Linked DNA regions of Pan troglodytes: region 2 is linked to region 1. The links are chromatin contacts, called in public HiChIP or PLAC-seq maps. All regions are on one chromosome and are shown on one strand. Each heading gives the region's core, a stretch centred on a gene start, on an enhancer-like site or on the middle of the called end of the contact. The rest is flanking DNA. Distances are from core to core; before and after follow the strand shown.

Region 1 (5,282 bases), core at 1,916-4,415:
TAACACTACTCCCTCAGGGAGGCTTTCTCTGAGCCCCCTTCCTTCGCCCCCAGGAAGAATTTCGGCTACAACACTCTGTTCCTGCTGCCATCCTAGCACTTATCAAATTCAGACAAAGTTGGCCTCAATTTTCCTCAACAGTCTATGACATCCTGACTGATTTATTCATCATCACAACCCCAGTCAATGCCTGGCATGTGGTAGGTGCCTGTGTTGGTCAAATGAATGAGTGAATTGAAAGAAGCTGCATTTCATCAAAGAGCAGAATCAGCCATGAATATTCAGTTGTCCCAGGAGCTTCAGATAAGCCAGGAGGCCTTGGAGAAGTGGATCTGGGCCAAGTGGTGGATTTCCAAGAGCTGGGGCCATTTAAACCACTCCTGGGGAAGGGGGGCAATAAAACCACCTGCAAGATTGGTCTGAGCTGCTTTGTTGCCTGGGACTCCACCGCAGGTGGAGAGGGGAGCAGAGGGATCAAAAGCACTCAAGGAGCCTTTGCTTCTGAGTGGTCCAGAGGGCAGTGCTGCCCTGGCTGCAGCGACCCCCACCCAGAGATGGGACCAGTGCTCAGCTCTGCAGAAGAGCAAGATGGACCCACCATCCCCAGAGAGCTTCCTATGCACCAGACCCTGGGCTTTATGTAATCACGTTTCATCCTCTCAGCAACGCCAAGAGACAGGTGTGCCTGACTTACAGATGAGAACCACCACCAAGGATCAGGAATCCCTCATTCCGTGTGGAGAGGAGCAGGAGCCTGTGCACCCAGTAAACTGTACAATAGCAACCAAAGCAAAATTAAAAAAAAAAAAGCCAGAATTATGTCACTGAAAATTCAGAAATCTGTGCACCTACAGCTCACCTGTTTTATTACTTTTGTGGTTTGCATATCTTCCCTTTATTTTCTCCTGGTTTCTTATAATGGTTTGTTTTGTTTGTTTGTTTATTTGTTTGTTTCACAAAAATCCCATAGGATTCTGATCTCACAAAGGGAAAAGCTGGATCCCCAGGGCAAGGAGCCAGGGGTCAGCGGAATGGACGATGCCCTGCAGCCGATGCTGTCAATGCAGCAGGGCTAAGGCTGGGAAAGCCACCTAGTGAAGGGAGACCAGGGAGGGTACACACAGGTACATGCGTGGGCAGCTGCTGTCTCCTGGGGCTGGTCTCCCACAAGGTGGTTTCCTCGTGCAGCAGTGACTTGGTGCAGCCCCTCTCACCTGGCGCCAATGCATTTGTTTCCTCAAAAGACCATAGGGTGGCATTTACCTCACCACTTAAAAAAAAAAAAAAAAAAAAAGGTGGATCAAGATGCATACTGGCTCAGGAGGATCTTCATATCCGCCAGAGGGAGGGGCAGGCAGTCTCTTTTTACTCCAGCAGGTGAGAATTTCTGATAAAACTAGATTAACACCAGCTGGCCTCCTTGCAGTGTCTAAATGTGCAAAGAGAGCTGATCTGATGACACCAGCCAGGGGGACAGGCTGCTGGAGGCACCCCAGAAGAGAGAAGCCCAACTAAAGGCCACCTAACTTACTGCTCAGATAGGCTGCTCTGGCCGCAGCAGCCCCTTAGGGTAGAAAGACAAGTAAGCTCGGAGGGGAAAGTGAACGGGTCCTGCGTGGGTGGCTGTGGCCTTGGCTATCACCGCAGCAGAGGCCCCTGCTAAGCAGGCGAAGAGCGATGAGACCGTGAGAAAGGCCAAAGTCAAACTGAAAACCCCTTCCAGCTGGCCTCTGCTCTTGGGAACTTGGAACCATACGTTGGCAACAGGCTCGCCGACAGGGGCACGCTTTCTCCCGGAGAGGGCACTGGGGCGCCTGGCTCTTCGGGCGGGCACGGGAGAGGGGGGCACCTCCCAGCACGCAGGAGCAGCCAGTGCCAAGCTGGAGGAGGGGAGGGGCGTGCAGGCAGAGACCTGGGGGTGGAGTTAAGGGAGGGAGGGTCAGGAAAACTTCTCATTCCCTGCCTCCATTCACCCTCCCGCACCATCTCTGTAAGGGGCCTCTGCTTTAAAACGTGGGACATAGATGCCACCAGAACCCCTGCCGGCTGCCGGAGTCCTGCACAGAATTACATCGGCGCACTCTCTACTTCTCAGGAACAGAAGGGATCCGAGGGAGCTATGGGTTCATCTCTGGCCACATGCATCCAAACTAATAAAATCATCCCCCATCCCCCTGGCGCCCTGCGGGGTGCTGGCGGAAGTGCAGGTACCCCTGAATGAGGCGGAGGAGACTCTGGCTAGAGTTCTCGTCCCCACACGGTCCGCACTCCGCGAACCAAAGGGGGCTGCAGGTATATCTAGCCCGGCTCGTCCCCTTTCCCCGGCTCAGCTGACTTCGACGCCCGGGAGTTTGATCCTCGCCGCCGAGGCCCTAGAGCTCATTCTGACCCGACCCCATTCCTCTCAGGGAAGTGGGCTCGCGGACGGATGCACACGACGGAGAGAAGGAGCAGAAATCGGGGCGCCGGGACGGGAGCCCTACTCCGAAGCCGGCAGAGCCATTCCGGCCGCCGCTGCGGGCTCCAACATTGGCCGCAAAGTTTCCGGCTCTTTGGGGCCCCGCCTGCGGGTCGGAGACCCCAGCGCAGCCTCTCCCCTCTGGGGTGCACACTCCACGCGCTTCTGCCACCTGCCAGGGGACGCCAGGAGCGGGCGGTCGCGCGTGGTCGCAGCACTTGGAGCGCGCGGCCCCGCCAGGAGGTCTCCGGCCGCGCCCTTCTCTCCCCCCACGCCCTCCCGCGGCGGGGTCGGGGTCGCAAGGGTCGCGGCAGCCGTGTCTTACCCAGTCCCGGCACGAAAGTGTTGAGGAAGAGGCAGATGACGGCCACGGGGAAGGGCATGTAGGGGATGGCGGCGCGCAGGGGGCCCTTCTTCTCGCGGACCTGCACCACCACCCCGCTGGACGAGGACGCCCCCCGGGGGTCCGCCGCCGCCACCGCTGCCGCCGCCGCCGCCGTCTCGGCGTCTTTGTGCGAGGGCTCCATGGCCGGGCGCGCTCTCAGGCAGCCGGGCAGCACGGCCGGAGCTGGCGCCCAGCGTACGGGAGCAGGAGACTGTCGGCTGCGGGCTCCGGGCTCCGCGCCGAGCTCAGGCGGCCGCCGTGCTCCGTGCGCCGCGCGGCTCGCGGAGACTCCCGCCCTCCGGCGTCCCCACACGCCCGGCGGAGGGGCGGGGAGGGCGGCGCGACACCCGGTGACAGCGCTCTGACGCCCCTCCTCGCCAGGCCCCTTCCCCGCCCCCTCCCCCCAACCAAAACCACCGCTCACAAGGAATGGAAAATCAGGGAGAAGGGAAAGCAGTGGAAGAGGACCGCAAAGGGGGCTGTTTGCCCAGGTGCTGGAAGGGGTGGACACACCTCGCCCTCCCAAACAGGTGAACTAGGAACCTTGACCACGAAGCCCTGCGAACTGGGAGTGTGTGCTTGGCTGACACCGTCGGGAAAGCCTCGAGGCTGAGTCCCCTGATCTAGAGCAAGCCTTTGGCCAGGGACATGGGGACAAGGGACGGACCGCGCGGCGCCTGACACCTAGTCGGCCTTCAGTGCATTGTGATTTAAATGATTTTGTTTGGGGCGAGCGCAGTGGCTCCCGTCTGTATTCCCAGCACTTTGGGAGGCCAAGGTGGGAGAATTGCTTGTGCCCAGGAGTTCGAAACCAGCCTGGGCAACGTAGCGAGACCCGCCCCCCCGCCCCCCCCCAGCTCTATTTTGTAAAAAAAAAAAAAAAAATTCACTTAAAAAAAAATATATGAGTGAATTTGTTTCAAGTGTCAGAGAAAAAGCAATCCAGAGATCGGATCGATAATAGAGGAAACAGATTTGCAAACACCAGGCCAGGTCTCCGCAAGACTAGTTAAAAGATGGGACACTTCCCTACACACACGCACCAAAAGCAGAAAGAAATGCGCCTGTTGCAGGCTTGTTGGGCAGCGTTCACCATCCCCTTAACTATACTGGAGGAAACCTGAGCCTTCTGTGAGCCCGACGTGGTGGTTAAAGAGCCAGTGAGGACACAGCGCCGTCTGGCGTTAATAATGGGGCAGTTGGTAGAAGCAACAGCCGGCAGCTTGAGGTCCTGTTTTGAATTCGATTTTCTGAATAAGGCTGCTTCGCCTCCGCACCTGGAAAAAGTAAACGGATGAAAGTTACCGCCTCTAACGTTAGGGAGGGGTTAAAGGCTTCGGAATTATCCAGACAGTCAGCAAATCGTCTGAATAATTGGAAGGGTGCAATAGCCTCCCTTCAGGAATAATAGTGATTATTATTATAAACAACCCAGGGTCTCAGAAGAGGCTAAAAGAACATGGGTTATTGTATACTTATACTTATTGTATAAGTCTCTGAATAAAATAATTTTAAAAGCAAATGGCCAGGGGTTAGTGATACTGGTGGACACACACATGCATGTATACACATACACAGATACACACACACACGAGTCATTAGCTTAGGTTTGGCAGTCAGAAGAACAGGGTTAAAAATTTTAGTCTTTGTTCAGCCACTAAAACCTGTATGGCTTAGAAGAACTCGCTTAGCCTTTTCTGGCCTGGAGTTACTATGTTTGTTAAAATCATAGCAAGCTTCCATTTAATACACACTTATTGAAGGCCTACTAAGACTTAGATTCCAGGGAGAGAGAAATGAGTAAAATCCAGCCTCTGCCTTCAAGAATCTAAGAAATGAGCTGAGAGATACTGACATCTACAAAGATAGACTTACAGAAACAGTGAGGAATGTTGCAGCTGTGATGTGCTGGAGGTGCTGCGACAACATGGACCTATCTGTGAAGCCAGCTAGCGTGGGGGAGGCCTCGGGGAGGTGTCCCAAAGAAGGCGATACTCAAAGGGACTTGAGCAATGACTACAGTTAACTATTTGCAGATTTGTTTTATTTTCAACAAACACTTATTTATCCAAGCACTCTCTGCCAGGCATCATTCTAAAAACCCTTTACACATTTTAACTCTTTTAATCCTTACCATAACTCTACAAAGTAAGGATTATTTATTACCCCATTTTACAGATGGGGCAATTGAAGCACAGAGAAGTTAAACAGGCTGCACAAAGTCCCCCACTAATCAGTGGTAGAGCTGGCAGCTGAATGCAGGCAATCTGGCTCCAGAATCAATTCTATATAACCAGTATTTTATTCAGAGACCTAGAAAATAACCCACATTCTGTGAATATTCTTTTGCAGAGCACTTGAACTGTCTTAGGGCCAGTCAATCATTCCTCCTGGAGAAAAAGGATTTCAGGGATGTCAGTGGATTTGCATCCCCCAGTT
Region 2 (5,282 bases), core at 1,138-3,637, 140 kb after region 1:
AAGCCCTTTCCAGAATAAATATTGTGGAGGAACCTACCTTAATGCAATAGTAGCTTCTAGGTACATTATCAGGCAAACTATCCCACAAGTTACAAAACAGAAAGCCTCACAGACCAAATTATGATGCTTGAATTGCAGGGTTTATTGAATCAGTTTAAAACCACTTACAGCAAGAACTCGATGGAGTGCATAACATACACAGGATAGGGTACAGGCGAGGCAGATGGACCACACCACCAGAACCTAGAATTAGGAAATCCTCCCCTCCCCTCCCCTCCCACCCCCTCCCCCCTCCCCCTCCCCTCCCCTCCCACCCCCTCCCCCCCTTCCCCCTCCCCTCCCCTCCCATCCTCCCCTCCCCTCCCATCCTCCCCTCCCCTCCCCTTTTCTCTTCTTTTCTTTTTTTGAGACAGTCTCACTATGTTGCCCAGGCTGGAGTGCAATGGCGTGATCTCAGCTCACTGCAACTTCCGCCTCCTGGGTTCAAGCGATTCTCATGCCTCAGCCTCCCGAGTAGCTGGGATTACAGGCACGCACCACAATGCCCAGCTAATTTTTGTATTCTTAGTAGAGACGGGGTTTCACCATGTTGACCAGGCTGGTTTTGAACTCCTGACCTTAGGTGATCCACCCACCTCAGCCTCCCAAAGCGCTGGGATTACAGGCATGAGCCACTGCACCTGGCTAATATTGATATGTTTTCCCTCTCTCTGCCGCATCAGCCTGTCCCACTGACAGAGTTGAGGATGCTCAAGGCGGCTCAACAGAGGGTACCTGGAGCAACTCACACTGCACTATCAGAGAGACACAAGTGCAAGCACACTCAGCCACAGCTGCAGCTCACCAATCAGCCTGCTGAACAGACCTGAACTTTACCTGCATTTTTGGGGCAGAGCATATGGGTGCCAGAATGGGACCATAATCTTATCACCAATGAGTGGCCATTTAGGGATGATATAGTTGTCAACCCAGAGATGGCATGATCATGCCTTTTGACTTGGTCATTCTCTAAGTAAAACTTTTATTTGTTCCATCATATTTTCCACTTATTCTGTTTACCTTCAAAATATCTTTTTTTTTTTTTTTTTTGAGACAGGGTCACACTGTCACCCAGGCTGGAGTCCAGTGGCACTATCATGGCTCACCACAGCCTCAACCTTCAGGGCTCAGGTGATCCTCCCACCTCAGCCTCCCAAGTAGATGGGACTACAGGCACCTGCCACCACCCCCAGCTAATTTTTGTAGAGACAAGGTTTTGCCATGTTGTCCAGGCTGGTCTTGAACTCCTGGGCTCAAGGGATCCGCCCACCTCAGCCTCCCAAAGTGCTAGGATTATAGGCATGAGCCACTGTGCCCAGCCTACCTTCAACGTATCTAACTGGTTACTAACTTTTAGGATTCGGCCTATGTCTCACAACCTTCTTGCTTACTCAACATCCTTGTCTCTTAAGCCGCTAGCTTCTTCTCTATGGTTAACACTTTTTATGAGTTTTATTCATCTGCTTATTTTTCTTATCCTCTATACCAGAATTGAATATTTTCAAATACAGCACACTCATGTTACAATCTTTGAAATGAAAAAAAAAAATGCATAGGATTAGAAAAGAAACCAATTTTAATAAACTATATTTTAAAGTATAGTTCTATATTAAACAACAAGATCTAGGCCAGGTGCAGTGGCTCATGCCTGTAATCCCAGCACTTTGGGAGGTCGAGGTGGGAGGATTGCTTGAGGCCAGGGGTTCAAGACCAGCCTGGGCAACATGGAGAGATTCCCCATCTCTTTCTTTACACACACACACAAAAAATATCTGATAGCAACAGGTCCAGTCATTACCACAATTTCGAGTAGTGATGAGCTTAATAATATTTCGAGTTATCACCAACAACTGTAAAGTAACATGAAAACCTCTGTGATGACTATTGCCCACAAAGTCACAGGTACTGCTAATACTCCTGGGATTTGTAGTCAAATTCATAATAAAGGAAATGCTAGGTTTCAGTTGGTATTTTGTCCCGACGGTCTGTGGACGGCAGGTTAGAACGCCCGTCCAAGCCAGGGGGGTGGACCTAGCACTGCAGGGTCCACCTCGGGCCAATCAACTATATTCCCGAGGCGGGGGCCTGCGCTTCCCGGACCCAGCTGCCCTCAGGGGAGAGAGGACACACTTAAGAGTTTGGGGCCGGCGTGGTAGCTCATGCCCCTGATCCCAGCACTTCGGGAGGCTGAGGCGTGAAGATCACTTGTAGCAGGAGTTTGAGACCAGTCTAGCCAACTTGGCGAGACCCTGTCCCTAAAAAAAAATTTTTTTTTAATTAGCCAGTTGTGGTGAGCGCCTGTAGTCCCAGCTACTCGGGAGGCTGAGGTGGGAGGATCGCTGGGCTCAGGAGTTCCAGACTGCAGTGATCCATGATGGCGGCACTGCACTCCAGCGCAGTGAGACTCAGTCTCAAAAATAAAAGGGGGAGGGGTTGGGGGTAAAATTAGTTGTGAAAACAAGTAAGACTTCCTGGGACAGAACAATCAAAGGGGTGGCGCCGAGTCCTCCAAAGAGCTACTAGCTCAGCCCAAGCCCCGCCTCGGCCCCCAGGGCAGCGGCCTGCAGAACTCCACCCGCAGGCGCCCGGGAAACTCCGCCCCCCGGCCGGCAGGGGGCGCGCGCGCCGCCGGCCCCGCCCCGTGGACGTGGGCTCCGTGGGCGTTCCCGCGGCCAGGCATCAGCAATCTATCGGGGAACGGCGGTGGCTGGTGCGGCGTGTTCGGTGGCGGCTCTGGCCGCTCAGGCGCCTGCGGCTGGGTGAGCGCACGCGGGGCGGCGAGGCGGCAGCGTGTTTCTAGGTCGTGGCGTCGGGCTCCCGGAGCTTTGGCGGCAGCTAGGGGAGGATGGCGGAGTCTTCGGATAAGCTCTATCGAGTCGAGTACGCCAAGAGCGGGCGCGCCTCTTGCAAGAAATGCAGCGAGAGCATCCCCAAGGACTCGCTCCGGATGGCCATCATGGTGCAGGTGCGGGCCGCTGTGCGGGCGGCGGGGCGGGGACGCGGCGCCCCGGGTTAACTGTGTCCGGGAAGGCTGGGGGAGGGCGGGCCCAGGGAGCGAGCGGGCCCGGGCCCTCGGAGCGGCACTTGGGGCCTATGGGGCCGCGGCCGCCCCTCCTCCCGAGCGGCCTGGCCGACCCTTCCGGAAGGTTTTGCTGATGTTGCAGGAAAAGCCCGGGAAATAAAGTCTGCAGCTGGTGTTGCCTTTCGCTTTGTGAAAACGAGGAGCCTCTTCTCTTCTCCTTTCTGGGTGGTGGTGTTTTATTACTGCCGTTCGCCTCAGGGGTTGGGGGGGAATTGTACGTGGTCTCTTTAAGCTAATCTGATTTTGACCTATCTTGTTCTGGAGGGTTTTTGTTCTACATGGATGGTGGCGACTGACATGTGGGGTTTTTTTTTTTTTGTTAAACCTATTTTTGGCAGTCATTTCAACACGTCATTTAAACGCTCACCCTCATTTTTTATTTTAATTAGGCAGAACTATGCAGAAAGGTGTCATTTCTGTACAGTACATTCACTTTGAGCCTAATTTGTGCTTTAAAGTAACATTTTCCCCAAATTTTCCAGATTCACAGACGCGTTCTCTTGGTGCATTTGCAGCTGTCTGGTTTGAGTAAGAGTGGCTCCAGGGGGGTTTCTCATGTGGGCTTTTTGATAGATTGAATCCCCTTCTGAGGTTTCCTGAGCCTTCTGTGAGGTGGTGGGCTTGAAGGCCCCTGTCATTTCCCAGGGGCTCCTGCCTCCAGCTTCCAGTTTGCCGATGTCTACCTTTGTATTAATAATTCTGGTTCTCACCTGCCCTGTTCCTCCTCGCTTCCAAAATATTACCCAAGCTTAGTGCTCATGGTCAAGGTAGCTTGATTTTCCTCCCTTCCATGAGCTGTAATGTGTTTTAGGAATGACCAGATATCCCTCAGTGGATTTTCAGTACTTAGTACAAGGGAGGGCGACATTTACCGAGTGGATACCCAAGTGCCAGGTGTACTTCCGTTATCTTATTTCACAATATGCCTGTCATCTTGGTGTCCTCGGGGCATACCTAAGTCAGTACGTGGCACACAGTGCTTATTTGGTAGGCATTTTTTAAGTTCTAAGCACTCTGTTAGGTTTTAAGGACACAGAATCCACCTTTGGGAATTTCCAGTTTGGTTAAACGGGAATTGACAGGTAAACAAACATTACCGTAAGAGGGGATGGATGCCACCTGATGGAGCTGTGCTCTAGGCATTGTGTGCCTAGGAGTCCGCGATGACCCAGCTAAGGGTGGAAGCTTGATTAGGAGTCGTTAATTCACAGAAGTGGAGCAGAAAGATGAGGATAGGGAAGTAGACAGGGCCTACAATTTGAAGAGCCTTGTTGCCCACTAAGGAACCTAGAACTTACTTTGAATATACAAGGCAGCCTGTTATGAAGTTCTCACTCCTGGTGGAGGAGCTCTTAACCCAGGGTCTGTGGGATGGTAGGTAGAAGGCAAGAGGTCCATGAGTTTAGATAAGAAAAAATTGATATCTCCATCTCCACTAACCTCTAGATAAAATTATTTCCTCTAATCATAAATGTAAGCAGCAAAGCAAAGGCATATTAGCAGTCCCTATTTTTTTTTCACCAGTGATAATTACAGATATTTTCATATCACTTTACAGTTGGAAGTTTTTCAAAATATAATTTACTCTCATTGCTACAAAAATCACAGTTATTAGAGGCTGTACTAGATCTTGTTATTTAATGCTTAAAAGCTCACGGGTTACTGTACCCAAATTACCTTTCAAATGTTTTGATAATTATCTCAGTGTTTCCTTTTCGAGCCTTTTTGTTTGTTTTGTTTTTTGAGATGGGGTCTCACTATGTTGCCCAGGCTGGTCTCAAACTCCTGAGCTCAAGCGATCCATGCACCTCGGCCCCACAAAGTGCTAGGGTTACAGGCATGAGCCACCGTGACTGGCTATTTGCGAGCCTTTTTATTACGCATTTTTAAATGTTATTCTGAGAAAGGGACATCCAGGCGCCTTAACAGGTGGGCAGAGTACCGTGTTCTGGTGGAAAGACAAACAAAACCCAAGTCCAGACTGTGTTGAGGCTAGAACAACACCGCTGTGGAGGAAGTTAGAGGAGGCTTAACTGTGGGGGAGGCCAGATGGAGGAAACTGAACCTGATCAAGTTTAACATTCTGGGGCCGGGCTTGGTGGCGCATGCTTGTAATCTCAGCACTTTGGGAGGCTGGGGTGGGCAGATCACTTAAGCTCAG

Evidence for each region. HiChIP or PLAC-seq counts read pairs in DNA pulled down with a chosen protein or histone mark.
Region 2: an H3K4me3 HiChIP or PLAC-seq map of stem cell-derived excitatory neurons shows a contact between it and region 1, with 2.1 times the contacts expected there. The contact joins the promoter of PARP1 here to the promoter of STUM in region 1. A contact is called at or near these places in 1 of 7 Hi-C or Micro-C datasets (stem cell-derived neural progenitor cells) and 1 of 1 datasets of contacts at active chromatin or transcription factors (stem cell-derived excitatory neurons).

The regions. Positions count from the first base shown.
Region 1 is chr1:22,740,224-22,745,505 of NHGRI_mPanTro3-v2.0_pri, forward strand. It overlaps STUM (stum, mechanosensory transduction mediator homolog), which reads right to left and starts at 3,166. Exons shown (of 3, transcript XM_009441577.4): 1 at 2,784-3,166. The coding sequence starts at 2,985.
Region 2 is chr1:22,884,879-22,890,160 of NHGRI_mPanTro3-v2.0_pri, forward strand. It overlaps PARP1 (poly(ADP-ribose) polymerase 1), which reads left to right and starts at 2,388. Exons shown (of 23, transcript XM_003949705.5): 1 at 2,388-3,004. The coding sequence starts at 2,885.